Regions from separate parts of the Macaca mulatta genome. Here region 2 is linked to region 1. Evidence: chromatin contacts called from public Hi-C data. All regions are on one chromosome and are shown on one strand. The core of a region is the stretch at or near the end of the contact, and the rest is flanking DNA. Distances in the headings are between cores, read along the strand shown.

Region 1 (7,814 bases), core at 3,832-6,331:
GCTTGGCACTTCCCTTTAAGCCACAGAGAAGGATATTATTGTTCATAAGAAGTTAGCCATGGTTTGCAATTTTCAGATAATTTGGAATTGTTATTGGAGAAACTGCCATTCACTATTTTGTGTGGTTTTTGGAACGTTCTTAGGCAAAAGCCCAGTCCAGAAGGGTCCAGGTGATAGCTCGCTGGAAGGAGCAGAAGTCAATGAAGGAAGTGTGTAGGCTCTTCACACAGAACTGAGGGGCACAGCACCTGCCTGGGTAGAGGTGGAAGGCAGACAGCGAGTCTCCCTAGAACGGCCGAGAGGAAAGCTGAAAAGAGGGGCAGGCCCCAGACTGTGTGGGGAAAGCTCAGTGCTTATCCAAGAGAAAGAGGAGAAGGGAATCCCTGGCTCTGGAACGTCTGCAAAGTCTTGGGGGTGGAGCAGCAGGGGTGTGCCCAGAGGCCCTGCACCCAGTGGGGGTGTCCACAGGCAGAGTTGGAGAGTGGGGAGTGTCTTCCTCAAGGGCCCTGCCAAACAGGCAACCCAGAGCAATGGGTAAAATCCATGCGGTCATTTGCTCCGTAGAGACAGTGACATAAACGCACGCCCCATCAGGTCAGCAGAGGGCATGGATTCGCGGCTAGCATGAGGCTGCAGGCTTGTGTGGCGCCAGAGCTGAGAGTGAAGGCTGTCAGGAGATGGATGAGCCTTCCTGGCCCCACCCAGACCCCTCATCTCTCTGTGACTTTGAAAAGGAGGGAAAAAGAGACAAGGGGAGTGGAAAAAGCAGGGGCAAAGTGATGGAGGACACAGGAAGGTGAGTTCATCACAGTTCACAGCAGGACAATGAAACGTCCCTGAGAAGAATGAGAGAGCTGCTTCTCCCGCCCTCTTCCCCCTCAAGCCCCACTCTGATGTCTCTTCTGTTCCAGGAGCTGTGGCCTGTCCCAGTTTGGATGCAATTCTCTTCATTCAGCCCCATGGTCTGACGCACTGAGGGCGGCCGGTCTAACGCACTGAGGGCCGCCGGTCTGACCCACTGAGGGCCGCCGGTCTGACGCACTGAGGGCCGCCGGTCTGACGCACTGAGGGCCGCCGGTCTGACGCACTGAGGGCCGCCGGTCTGACCCACTGAGGGCCGCCGGTCTGACGCACTGAGGGCCGCCGGTCTGACGCACTGAGGGCCGCCGGTCTGACGCACTGAGGGCCGCCGGTCTGCGGCTGCAGCTGGAGCCACGTAGGGTTCTGCAACCAGTCCCGCACTTTCCTTCAAAAAAGGAGGACAGGGACCTTAGAAGAGGCCATGGTAGGACTACTGAGAGGAATTTCTGCTTTGGGGACACAGAAGCAAGGGCTTAATAAATCCTGGGGAGAGGGGAGGAGCAGCCCTGAGTGTGAGTGGGGCCATGAGCTTGGGTTTGTGTTGCGGTGGACTAAGCCCTCCTACCACAGTTCACTCTGGGCTTCCAGTCACAACCAAGGAATTAATCCGAATATGACTTTGGGAATTTGACCTTCCCTCACTGCTGAGCTCACACTGGAGTAATCAACAACATAATTGCCCTTGAAGAGAAAGAGGGTCCGTGTGATTAAAAAGCCCACAAACCCTGAGATGGAGAGAGATTGCAGTTTCACAATTTTGCAGCCAACCACTATTTTTCATCGAGAAAATAATGAACAGGTACATCATGAAGAGTTATGTGATGAGCAATACAGCATCCCATTTTAGGGCATCTGGACTCAGAAATATGAATGCCCCTGTCCCCAAATGTGCCAGCTGAAAGGCACACTCATCAATTACTTCAGGAATATTTCCTTTCAGATAAATGACCTTTCACACTGGGCCACCTGCTTCCTCCAAATCGGGATGCTGCGTGGGTGCAGAGGAAAACAGAGCTGGCGTGTGCTAGTCACGGTTCTCCAGAGACACAGAGCCAGGAGGATGGATCCCCACGTGGGTTCGGTGGGTCTGTGTCTCTGGAGAACCCTGATTAATACAATACAGATGATGGATGTATGTATGGATGGATGGATAGACAGACACAGAGACAGAGAGAGATAAGAGAGAGAAATGTTATGGAACTGTCTTACATATTTGTGGAGATCGGCAAGTCTGAAATCCACAGGGCAGGCATCAGAATCTGGAAATTTAGGGAAAAGTTGATATTGCCATCTTGAGTTCAAATTCCCCAGGGCAGCAGGCTAGTAACTCAATCAAGTTTCCATATTGCAGTCTTCAGGCAGAATTTCTTCTTCTTTGGGAAACCTCCATCTTTGAGCTTCTGGCCTTCCACTGACTGGATGGGGCTCACCCACATCATTGAGGGTCATCTCAGTTACAGTGAACTGATTACAGATGTTAATCACATCTGGACAAGACCTTCAGAGCAACATGTAAACTGGTGTTGGACCGAACTACCATACACCAAAGGCCAGGCAAGTGGATACATAAAATTAATCACGCCAGCTGGCATAGATTGCCTTCTTTCTAGAACTTCCACAGGGCAAGAACAGTGATCTTTCCCCAGAAAGCAGCCAGTCCTCAGGGTCCATCAGCTGCTGTCCTGGAACCACAAGAGCTCCCAGCACAGGGAACTGCAGATGGAAGAGGGAGGGACAGACAGCGCTGGTGGTTCTTGCACTGCTCTCAGATTCTGCCCTTTTTCCTCCTAGATGGTTTTGTTGAGGAATCTCCAAGGACCACGGTAGTTCCTGCCATGCTCTCTCAGCCTCGGGGGTGACATAATTATGCAAATGCACCCAAGGGAAACTTTAATTTTCGTGCAATTTATACATGGAAGTGCTCAGATCTCAAGTGTACCTTACAATCCCTGTCAAGACACAGAGCATCTTCCGTGTCCCAGAAAGGCACCTAATTCTCCTTCCCCTGAGTCCTCCACTGCAAAAGCCTGTACTGATCAGATTTCTGTCACCCTCAGTCTCTCTTGCTGATTTCTACAAGTTTGTATGGATTCGATCACCTGGGGTGTACACTTCTGTGTTTGCCGTACTCCTCTCAGCCTGTTACTCTTGAGACTCATGCACATTGTGTAGGGGCGTTTCATTCCTTTTTACTGCTGAGTGCTCTCCAAGTGCATAAGCAAAGCATACTTTACCCACGTGTTGATTAAACAATACAGGTTTGACTATTATAACCGTCTTTTTTGTAAAGGAACTTTTATGGATATATTGCATTTATTTTTGATAAATGCCTGGGAATGAAATCACTAGGTCATAGGATAGAAGTACATTATTTTAGGAGAGGACAGACAGTTTGCCAAAGTGGCTGTACCATTTTCCATCCCTGCCAGCAGCAGACAAGCATGCCAGGGCTCCGCATTTCTCCCAGCACCCATTGCAGTTGGCCTTGTGCATTGCGGGTCTTCAAGGGCAGCATGAGGTAGGAGCTCTTTGGGTGTCTAATGTGCATTTTCTTGATGGTTGATTAAGTTGAGCAGGTTTTCATGTGCTTATTTGCTATTTTCACATCTTCTTTTGTGAACAGCCTCTTTGCCTTTTTCTTTTTTTAATTGTGTTCAGTCTTATTATCATTGAGTTTCAGAAGCTCTTCATGTAATTTGCATACAATCCTCTTTCTTATGAATACATTCTCACAGTCTGTGACTTACCTGTTTATTCTGTTGATATTGTTTTGTGATGAAGATTTTATTTTTTTTGAGACAGAGTCTTATTCTGGCACCCATGCTGGAGTGCAGTGGTATGATCTTGACTTACTGCAACCTCTGCTTTCTGGGCTCAAGCGATCCTCCCACCTCAATCCCCCAAGTAGTTGAGAGTACAGGAGCGATCCACATGCCTGGCTAATTTTTGTATTTTTTGAGCTCAAGCTATCCACCCATCCCAGACTCCCAAAGTGCTAAGATTACAGGCATGAGCCACTGCGCCTCCAGTGTTCTATCTTGTTCTATCTTGAAGTATAATTAATCATTTTTTAATTTTATCAATATGTTTTTTGTCTCCTAAAAAGCCTTTGCTTGCCCTAAGATCACAGATACAGTCTTCGGTGTTTTCTTCTAGAAGTTTTATGATTGTTTTAGCTTTTACATTTGGGTCCATAATTCATCTCAAATTGATTCTGTATGCAGTATATTAGTGATCAAGTTCTTTTTTTTTTTTCTTTTGAGACAGAGTCTCGCTCTGTGGCCCAGGCTGGAGTGCAGTGGCGGATCTTGGCTCACTGCAAGCTCCGCCTCCCGGGTTCACGCCATTCTCCTGCCTCAGCCTCCTGAGTAGCTGGGACTACAGGTGCCCACCACCACGCCCGGCTAATTTTTGGTATTTTTAGTAGAGACGGGGTTTCACCGTGTTAGCCAGGATGGTCTCGATCTCCTGATCTCGTGATCCACCCACCTTGGCCTCCCAAAGTGCTGGGATTACAGGCGTGAGCCACTGCGCCTGGCCAAGTTCTTTTTTTAAATGGATCTCACATAAGGCACATTTTAAAATATGAATTACAAAATATTGATTACAGTTGACTCTTGAACATTGAACAATGTGGGGTCAAGGGCACCAACCCTCTACACAGTCCAAAATTTTTTGACTCCCTCCAAATTTAGCTCCTAATAGCCTGTTGACTGAAAGACTTACCAATAACAGAGTTAATTAATGCATGTTTTTTATATTGTGTGTATTATATACTGTATTGTTACAATAAAGTAACCTAGAAAACAGAACATGTTACTAAGAAAATCATAAGGAGAAGAAAATGCATTTACTCTTCATTAAGTGGAAGATCTTCACAAAGGTCTTCATCCTGGTTGTCTTTTGTTGAGTATGCTGAGGAGGAAGAGGGAGAAGATAAGTTGTTCTCCTTGCCTCAGGGGTGGCAGAGGCAAAAGAAGGTCTGCGGGGTTCAAACCCATGTTGTTTAGGGCTCAACTGTAATACAGTGGCAATAGACACTTGCTTCCATTTGTCTATTAACACCGGTTTGGAAAACTGGCTTTAGTACACCTGAGAGAGTTAGAGAAACTCATGTAATTCACCGCCTCCTCTTGCTTTTCCACTTCCTCTACATGGGACTACTTTGACTTACTAACCACATTTATTTATCACTGTCGGTTTCCTTGCTGTCAAAATAGAAGTTTATTTTCATCCCCCCTGTGTGTAGCACAGCACATGTGACAGACGTTCTCCAGATGGTATTGCCTCACTTGATATTTTTCTCTCTTTCCTTTTTTTAAATTATGAAATTTACCATTCATGGATATATATGCACAGTTCAAAGAATAAATATACTCTCTTTTTCTCCCTCATACACAAATTTATAAGGTTTTTTATATTTATACAAATATGTACCCTTTTTTGGGTGCTTTTCATTGCTTCTTACAGGTTCAGGGTTAAATCTGTTATAATTTTTCTTCAGCCTGAGACAATTATCATAGTATTTCCTTTTTTTTTTTTTTTCCTTTTGAGACAGGGTCTCCCTCTGTCACTCAGGCTGGAATGCAGTGGCATGATCGTGACTCACTGCAGCCTCTGCCTCCTGGGTTCAAGTGATTCTCATGCCTCAGCCTCCCGAGTAGCTGGGACTACAGCTGCACACCACCATGCCCAGCTAATTTTTGTATTTTTTTGTGGAGACATGGTTTCACCATGTTGGCCAGGCTGATCTTGAACTCCTGACCTCAAGTGATCTGCCTGCCTCAGCCTCCCAAAGTGCTGAGATTACAGGCATGAGCCACTGCACACAGCCAATTGTTGTATTTCTTAAAGAGAAGGTCTGATGGAGAGAAATTCTCTTAGCTTTTCTCTCTTGAAAATGTATTTCTTTTCCCTTCATTTTAAAATTAATCTCCTTTGTGAGATAATAGTAGATTCACATACAATTATAAGAAATGCAGGGAGATCCCATATATTTTTTACTGAGTCTCCTCCAATGATGACATCTTACAAAATTATAGTGTAATATCATAATCAGGTATAGACATTGATACAGGCAAGATATAGAACAGTTCCATCACCTCAAGGATCTCTCATGTTGCCCTTTCTTTAGAAACACTTAACTGTCTCCTCCCTACATCCATTCATGACCCCTGGTAACCATGAATCTGTCTTCTCTTTTCTATAATTTTCTCATTTCAACAATGAATTATACAGTATTTGATATTTTGAGATTGGCTTATCTTCATTTTGGAAGGCTATTTCTGCAAGATGTGGAACTCTAGGTTGGTAGTTATTTGTACACATGTGTGGGCATGCATGCTGTCATGTATCCTTTCAGCACTTTGAGGATATCTGTCTGTTGTTTCTGGCCACTATTAAGTCTGGTGAGAAGTCAGTGACTGCATTTATCATTGTTCTCCTGTACATAATGTGCATCTTTTATCTGGTTTATTTTAAAAATCTGCTCTTTAGTTTTGGTGGTCACCAATTAGCTCTGATGTGCTTAGGTACTTTGTATTTTTCCTGATTGGTGTTTTCTCATTGTTTTAAACTTGTGAGTTTATGTCTTTTATCAGTTTTAGACCATTCTCAGCAAATATCTTATTAAATATTTATTCTTCTTCATTTTCTGTTCTCCTTCTTGGATCCCAATTATATGTATGTTGGGTCATTTGATATTGTCTCACAAAGAAAGACATCATCACCTATTCTGGGTTTTGTGGGGTTTTTTTTTTTTTTTTGGTCTTTTTATGTTTATTTTTTATTTGTCAGTTTTTAACATTGTATTTCAGCTTTGATACTTTCTAATAACTTGTCCTCAAGTTCACTGATTATTTCCTCTGCTAAGTCACTCTATTATTAAATCCAATAACATACTTATTTCTGATACTGTATTTCTCATGTGTAGCACTTCCGTTGCATTATCTTTCATAGCTTCCTTATCTCTGGTGATATTTGGCATCTCTTCCGACATGCTGTACACTTTTTCCAAAATATTATTTAGCACACTTTTAGTTAAAGCCCCTATCAAATAATTTCAGCATCTGGCCCATCTGTATGTCTAGCTGTTAACTGTTCCATTCTCTATTGTAAGACATCAGAACAGCAGAGCCCAAAGTGCACACGATTTTCCTTCATGTGTCAGGCACTGGCTTCATGTCACTGAATAGATGTATTTTGCAGTTAAGCTGTGTCTGAGCTATTTGGCACATTAAGCTTGCTAAGGTTTACTACTAGGTTCAAATATTTTGAAAGTAAGCTCAGAATTTTCCATTCTGCAGTGTGTGGGTTTCTGAGCACTAGCAAAATTCCCTAATTTTTTTCATGTCACCCAAATCACCAGTTTTTCAAATCATGAGAGATCTCTCTCTGTTTACAACTCAAATGATGGTTTGTATGTTGTTGGAGAATCTCCTTTGCTCTCCAGTCCAGCCCAGGCTTTTGGATCCACATGGAGATCTTGCTCTGTTTGGAATGCCCTGGAGGAGTTTCTTTCATATTTTCTGCCCCACCTGTAGCTATTGTCACTTGAAAGTCTGAGGTTTTTTTGTTTTTGCTTTTTAAGAGAGGAGGATTTTCTCAGGTCTCTTATTATGCCAGGCTCTTGGAAATTGAAAATGGAGGGTGCCTTGGGTTGGTTTATCACAGATCTCATGCTCTGCTTCTCTCCTCCTCTAGTAGGTGTTGCCTTGGTCTGGGAGAAGTTGCCTTGGACTGTAAGGGAATCTCCAGGTCTCTATCTGGTCTCCACCGCAGGCTCTGGAATATTATATTAGTCAGGGTTCTCCAGAGGGACAGAACTAATAGGATATGTACATATAAAATGGAGTGTTTTGTTTGTTTGGTTTTTTTTCTTTTTGGGAGAATTGGCTCACACTATCACAGGGCAAAGTCCCACAATAGGCCATCTGCAAGCTGGGGAAGAGAGA
Region 2 (7,814 bases), core at 2,122-4,621, 400 kb before region 1:
GGACTGCAATCACGGGGAGCAACTTCAGACCCTCCTCAGAGAACCTTTGCTGCATTGTACCATGGAAACCACGCTAAAACAAAGGATGACACAAGAGTGATGTTTAATTAACTATAACTTCCTCTGGTGTGATACCTACACCAACGAAATAAATATGGGCAACATAGTCAGGTTAAAATGCGTTCTAGGTCCAGCAGGCCATTAAGAAGCAAGTGAGTTTGGACAAGCTCGCTCTTTGCTCCAAGCTTCCTCTTTCTTCATTTTGGAGATAAGGAGGCACTTTAGATATGCTGTGGTCACACAGGGCCTCCTGACCATATAAATCACTAAGTCTCTGAATGTTAGAAGATAAATACATTTCCTGAAACAAGAAAACTACAAAATACTCTCTATACATTATGGAGATATGTGTTGTGTGTGTTTTCATTGTGTATTCACTTATGCATTATTTTTAATTACAACTAGAATACTTAGGTGGATGGGTAGCCAGATGATAGATACTTGATAGAAAGATAGAGAATATATATGTAGACAGATAGATGATAATAGATAGGTCTAATATATAACATGGAAAATGCAAAGTGAACATGGGATATGGTCCCTATTTTAAGAAACCCAGAGATGGAAGAATATGCTGTAGCTCAACCCTCCTCCTGCTCAGTAATATTCATAAATATGAAAGCCAGGATGTGAGTGTGTGGTTCAGGCCATATGTTTGCATGTTGATGAATTTGAGCGAAAAGGAAAAAGGTCGTTGTGTGTTTTTATAGACAAGTTTCCCCCATTGTGATGTGTTTTATTAGCAGAGCTCCTTTTCCTTTGTGGAAAGAGAAAATTGTTTCTTACAGGTTTTTAAAGCAAATAAATCATTTGTCAATTTTTCAAGCTGTCCAATTGTATATTAATTATTACAAAATTATAAAAGCTCAAAGAATCTAAAGGAGCAATTTAGTCTGCTTACCTGCCTCCAGGCAAAATTTACACAAACCAAGAGATATATTTGGTGTGTCCTGCCAAGTGAATTATTTTTTGATCCAAGCATCTATTTCTTTTTCCAATGAGTGGTTTCACAATTAAATTTTGTTCTCATAGTTAACCAGTTTAGTTGCTATTGAGATGGTTCTAATATCACATTCCACACAGTGGGTCCAGCAGCACAGCTTGCATCTTGTGGGCAGTGCTATTTCCAAGTAGCCTCTTAAAATTCCCCAAGGTCAGTCAATGTCTGTAACAGTGGGTGTTATTAGGGGAAAAATCACCTTCAGTATGCACTGTTCTGCTTCTTTCTTGTTGTTATTGCCGTCATTTAGAAAGCTTTTTTGTGTGTTTTAGATCTTGAATGGCTCCATCAGTGAGGCCAGAAAGAGTAAACATAGGGGACTTTGTGCTGGGAACCTGATCCAAGACCATGACCCAGTAAGGTGGTAAATATGAACTATCCAGTAACTCCTGGAACCTGGCTAGGACTGTGGAGGTTACATCAACTAATAGTAACAACAATAATAATGACTACAGGCATGCGTCCAAGTGCATCAGATCTCAGTCTAACCCTTTGCTCACGTGCTCGTGGTTCAGTGCTGCTCTCTGATGAGGATATACAGGGTTTCACAGCCCCTGATCTCATGGACATTATCATTTACTGAGGGATATGTGAATTAAATAACTGCCTTCAATTTTTTTTTTTTTTTTTTTTTTTGCCAGTGTGATTTGGTTGCTCAGCATCTGCCCAGTCTCCCTTCATTTGGGGACCCTGTTCCCTAGCTCCCCGTCCCAGGCCCCTCAGATCTGCGGCACAAATGCATGCCCTAATCTCCCACCTTAGAGTTTTATGTGGAATCCAGACAACCTTGTAAAATACTTATTGGCTATGGGCAGATCATGTTCATGGTATGGAAGTGGTCTGAGGTCCAGCCCCAAACCCTTCCCTGGTGGCTGTTCCAGTCCCCAGAGCTGAGTGTGGTTCAAGGAAGGACCTCCTCAGTGCTGATGGTCCCTGGCTGTGTACAGCCTCACGCTTCATTCTTCAGCCTTTCCAGGGAGTCTGTGATATCCCCAACATCCTTTAAATACAATCATTTTTTCCTAAATCTGCCAGACGTTGTTTTGTGGCTTACAACTGAGAATCCTGACTCATTGTTCAAACAATATTTTAATTACAAATGTGAAGGAGGCGAGTTGGCTACTGTGTGATTGAACCAAAAGGAAGGGTCCCAGCCTGCCGCAAGGGAGGAGGCCTTTCTGAAGAAGCAGTCTTGAAGTAGGAGTGATAGCTGCAACACAGTCATCTTGGAGACTTTGGTACATGTTTTGGAGAAGTCTTACTACGACAAGCATCAAGAAAACATCAATTATTATAACCTGATTCATTTTACTCAAGATGACTAGAGACTGTAGATAGTGTGGATCTAATGAGTTTTTGTGTCATTAAAAACTAAAGACCAGTAAACTCCAGTTACAAGTACAGTATCTTATTAAAGGAGTGATACTAATTCTACAAAGATAAATAATGCAAATCATTTTGCCTGTGACCCACCAGTCTGCACTATGGAAGATAATGCAAGAATCTTATCCGTTTTGTGTGTCTTTTATGTCACTCTGAAGATAGGGATGCTACCTGCCTGAAAGCAGCACATGTTTGTATATCTTAGTGAACATGGACAGAGCATGACAATTAATTCATGATGTGCTCTGTTTTCACATAAAACAGAGCTGGATGTGCTCTGCTGTGAGCAAGTCATTACATCACCACGCGTCCCCACACACATGCTGAGACACCCAGAGTGCTCCCCCACGTGCTTGTGGAGCTTATCCCACAGAGAAGCATTTCCTTGTTTTTCTCCAAATGCCAGCTCTTTACAGAGCCGTTCAAGTCAAGACTTACTTAGGAAAAAGTTTCTAGATGCGCACACTCAGACAGTCAATATTACAGTGTTTCTTAGAGAAAGATCTTGCTAAAAGAAGCTTGAAACAAGCCGATTTAGCTTAACAGCCAACAATACATTGAAAGCATGTGCTTTTCTGCTCCTCTTCCCCTTCCTCCTCCTCTTCTTCTTCCTTCTCCTCTTCCTCTTTCTCCTTCTCCTTTTGTTTTTTTTTTCTATTCCATCTTTAAATATAATAAAAAAACCCTTAATGATTATTTATGAACTAGATACAAAATGAAGATTTGCCCAATATGTCTCAGCAGGAGGTTTCTATGGAAACACTTTACACTGGGTAATAATCCCTGACAGCCAGGTTGGCTCTCAAAAGCAGACACTGATATAAAAACGACAAGAAAATAAACACGTTCCAAAATCCTGGAGTACACATGGCAGGGGTTTCTGTAAGCATGGGTTGTTTGTGAGGCTGCTTCCATTCTTGTGGTGTACGGTTTTCTATGAAAGGAAAACCATGAGGCTTCTGAGCTCCTCTGGTAGCAGCTTGCAGACCCTCCAATCCGACGACACAGAGCAAATCGTCTCTGGAAATTCACACAGTGTAAATTAGTTAGGGTGCAGACGCTTGGAACACAGAATACCAATCTCTTGGGAAACAAAGCTTAATTTCATCAAGTGTCATAAAATAAGTCTGCATTTCCTGGAGAAAGGGGCGTCATGGGAGTAGGTGTCCATCTCACTGGGTCTGAGGGAAGGTACACCAGGATCCGATTGGAAAGGCGGGATTCGAGGGCTGTTGTCCTTCGAGGATACACAGAAAAACGTACCTTCTTGCAAATGGTAACGTTTAAGGGTTATGTCTGCAGGAAAATGATTCCTGAATGAATTATTTTTAACTGCAGGAAAAAAACAGTAAAAGTCATATAATGGAGACTAAGGCTAAGATGATAGACACGTTGTGAGGGTTTTGAGGGAAACGAGATACAGTAAACACAACCTGCACGACTGTCTATTAGATTTGACAGTGTCTTCTGGTTTTGGTCTCTAAAGTGCCCCCTCAGACTCAGGATAAGTTGCTCAGCTCTTTTATCTACAGTGGTTCTGGGGGATGCCGGAATACATGTTGAGACTGGTAAGACCGACCCTCAACATGTAGAAACTGTAATTTTGAACTTCGAGCTTTTTAGAGTTCTACAGTCCCTTGAACCACATATTTTAGACACATATCTTCCTCTTATCTTGAAAATATAGCATTTGTTTTCAATGTATTATAAAACTACAAATATGCAAAAAGATCTATATTGTAAAGAATAAAAGATCTTGCCTAAGAATAAGGGACGATCCTGGAAGAGATGACTGAAGGCCCTGACATTCCTGCTCAAACACACAGCCCTCCCTGGGGCTTGGGACTCGCCTTTGTGGTTCAGGAAAAATTCTACCTCCACTTTTTAAAACCAGAATTTGGACATTAGATCCACACATTCTGTCAACATTTGCATATGTGTGGGTTTAACAGCCTGGTGAATTGTTGATTGCGCACAAGACTGAACATAGAACAAATGTATTGGACTGGTAATTAAGAGCCTGAAATTCTGTCCTTTCTTTCAAACTAATTAGCTTTTGAGTCTCCACTTCCGAGCGTTGCATACAAGGATGAGATTTATCAATCCCAGCTGTGGGTAAACTAAAGAAACAATGGATGTGACAATGTTTAAACAGCATACGGAAGTATCTAAGTAGGAAGGATTATTTTCCTAATAAGGCCAGACTTACAGGATCGCAGAATCTAAGTATTGAATGAAAGCCAGAGTTATTGGGCTGAAAATACCTCTCAATTCAAGAAATCATTCTATAGAATCATTGATTCATCCATCCATCTATCCACCTACGCATCCATTTGTTCACTCCTGTATCTCAAGTTTATCATCTTTTATGAAGCACCTGCCCTTCTGTAGACACAGTGCACTAGGTTTGGATGCTCAGTGACAGAATACAGGTGATCCTTGCTCTCATAACTTCCAGTGGGGAGGCCACATACTAAACAAGCCCTTTGAGAAAAAGAAGAGATTGAGAAGAATGGCAGCACGCTTGAGTAAAAAGTACTAGGAATCCCAGCTGAGCAGAGCCCAGGGAAGCTGCAGGCCAAGGCCCAGACCTCAGGCATACACAGATGTATGGCAGCTTCCTACTTATATCTGAGGTCAGCGAACGGTGTAGGCCAGCCTGAATTGGAAAGAGGAGTGGATTATCGAATATACTTTAAAGCAATTCAATTTTAATAATTTTAACCATATCCTAGTGAACCCAATAGGTTAAGTCTTAATTAGCACAAAATTACTCACTTTTAGTATGCAAGATACATATTAGCCCCATCTTACTTGTTATTACATTTATAGGAACTTAATAACACAAATAAGAGGGGGTTAATGCACACAATAGATTATACTGTACAATAGAGAAAATAGGGAGAATGATGACTCTCCACACAAAGATGAGCATATTAACCCTGGGACCCGTGCAATGTGACCTTACACTGCGAAAGAAGTTTCGCAGATGAGATTAAGACGAAGGATCTTGAAATGGGGAGATTATCCTGGATAATCTTTGTGGCTGCAACCTAATCCACTCAAGGCCTCACAAGCAGAGTTGTGACGTGAGAGGGAATTCACCCACCACTGCTTTCTGTGAAGACAAAGGAGGTGGCCCATAAGCCACAGACCGAAGCCAGTCTAGAGAAGCTGGAAGATCCCTTGGCTGACAGCCAGCACCAAAACAGAGACCTGGGTCCCAGGAGCTCAGCGAACTGAATCCCACCAGCAATCCGAGTGAATGAGCCCCTAGACGCTGGAAAAGTCGAGGGGATGGATGTTCCCCAGGAGCATCCAGAAAGGAGCAAACACAGCCTGCAACACCTTAGTCTTAGCCCAGCCAGCCCCGTGTTGAACCTTGACCTACAAAACGGTACGATGATCATTTATGCTATTTTAAACTGCTACCTCTGGGGTAATTTATTATGGTGATGATGGAAATATAATAAGTGTGACTTTCTGTATGTTATAAGCTAAAGACTCAGAAATATAATACAATTTAACTTTGTCAGATATCATATGCTTTCCTTTCCCACCCAAAATTAGTTGGGAGAAAGACACAGGCCAACACCGCAGGGCACGTGGCCTTTGACCCTTCACACCTCTTCCTGCGGGGTGCTTTCTCCAGGCCTCTGTCAACGTCAGCTCCGCCACGGGATTCCTCCCGCACAGGTGAGGGTTTAGTAGGTTCAAGGCCATGGCCGTCCCAACACATTTGCTTTTTTCTCAGACCATAAAATAAAATAAATTTGCCGAGGGACTGTCACGCTATCCAGAAACTTTTGGCTTTTGGAATTTATCTTTTGTGATGAACTTTCAAAGCTTTCAATATTTTCCAGCAGTAAGCACTGTAAACATAGATAAGGGAAAGACAAATTTCAGCCTAACCCTCAGAAATGATCAAAATGACAAACTGCTTGTGTGTAAACGGTATAGGCTGAAGTAGATAAGTTCAGGGTATCACAGCAGCAATGACAAATCTGCCGTTGCCCCAGAGTTGCAGGATCTCATAAAAATGTAGAAACATTGCTCCTAGTTGGAAATTTATCGGTATTTCTCAGTGATGGATTTGTGGACCATTTTCTCCAAGTCTTTCAACTACATTCTCCACTATATGGCTCTTCACCTGAACCACAGGACGTGACAAGGTTCCTTCCTCTCAAATCCTTCCACCTCGCTTCCTGCTAGCTATCTCTTGGCGTCTGCTGTGTTTCCTGGGCTGTGTCTGACTGGGTTTTGAGACAATGGTCACACATGGTTCCATCACTCCAGTCTCCCAAAATCAGCTAAGCCTTGGGCTGGAAATGTGTAAGTGCAGACATTAGCCAGCGCTTATTTCATACTAAATAGAAACACCCACATTTCAAGCCAGAATTCCTTTTACAGGCCAGCTTTGAAATGGAAAAATTGTGTTCATTTCTATCATTAGATTTTCTTTTATTTCTCTATAAACACTCATAGGGAATAATAATAAAGTTCATGTTTTTCCCAAAAGACATTGGTTGGCAAAAGCCATTATACCTCCATCCTGCATCCTCAGATGCTTCCTGCTAGTTACCTTTTTATCTCCATCAGGTTCTTTCTTCAGGACCATCGGGCAACCCTGGCATCCATCTTGTCCCAGAGCAGGTAGAAGGCACCCGGGAGGCAGGCTCTGATGGTGGAAACGCTCACCAGGAAGGGGTAGCCATTCTCTCTGTGTAGCTGGTCCAAGGCTTGGCCTCAAAGCTAAACTCCAGCCACATCTGGTCCATGCCATGTCCAAAGAGAGCAGCTGTCCACTCCTCTGAGTTCCTCCTTTTTGTTTGTTTGTTTGTTTCAGAGACAAATAACTGTCTCTGTCGCTCAGGCTGCAGTGCAGTGGCATCATCCTAACTCATCTGCAGCCTCCAGCTCCTAGGCTGAAACAATCTTCTTATCTCAGCCAGCCATGTAGGTGGGACTACAGGCATGTGCCACCATACCTGGCTCATTAAAAATAAAATTGTAGAGATGAAGGTCTCACTATGTTGTTCAGGCTGATCTCAAACTCTTGGGCTCAAGTGATCCTCCTGCCTCAGCCTCCCAAGTGTTGGGGTTAGAGGCATGAATCACTGCACACAGCTTGAGACGCTTCCCTGAGCTTTCCAGGAGAGCAGAGGCCTTAGCTGCAGCCCACCCCAGGGTGACAAGGCCATTCAGCAAGGTACCTGGGGCCCTCGGAGCTCATTCACTTCTCTCATTCTCTTCCCGGGTCAAATGACAGCCAGGGGAATCCGGAATCCAGAGAAAAAGAGCGGCCCCTGTTCTTTTTTATTATTATTATTCTTTATTTTTTATTTTTTTATTATACTTTAAGTTCTAGGGT

What was found. Hi-C and Micro-C count contacts between places; a contact is called where the count stands out from the background.
Region 2: a contact with region 1 is called in a Hi-C map of fetal cortical plate, with 2.4 times the contacts expected there. The contact joins two enhancer-like sites. A contact is called at or near these places in 2 of 14 Hi-C or Micro-C datasets (fetal cortex germinal zone and fetal cortical plate).

Annotation. Positions count from the first base shown.
Region 1 is chr6:6,633,353-6,641,166 of T2T-MMU8v2.0, reverse strand. No RefSeq gene overlaps it. Among named protein-coding and RNA genes, the nearest start is that of ICE1, 90 kb to the right of the region's middle. Within about 2 kb of position 5,081, at least 3 of the 40 cell types and tissues checked have an H3K27ac peak or open chromatin away from gene starts, as enhancers often do. A contact at or near this core is called in fetal cortical plate, where this site is marked.
Region 2 is chr6:7,035,103-7,042,916 of T2T-MMU8v2.0, reverse strand. No RefSeq gene overlaps it. Among named protein-coding and RNA genes, the nearest start is that of MED10, 440 kb to the left of the region's middle. Within about 2 kb of position 3,371, at least 5 of the 40 cell types and tissues checked have an H3K27ac peak or open chromatin away from gene starts, as enhancers often do. A contact at or near this core is called in fetal cortical plate, where this site is marked.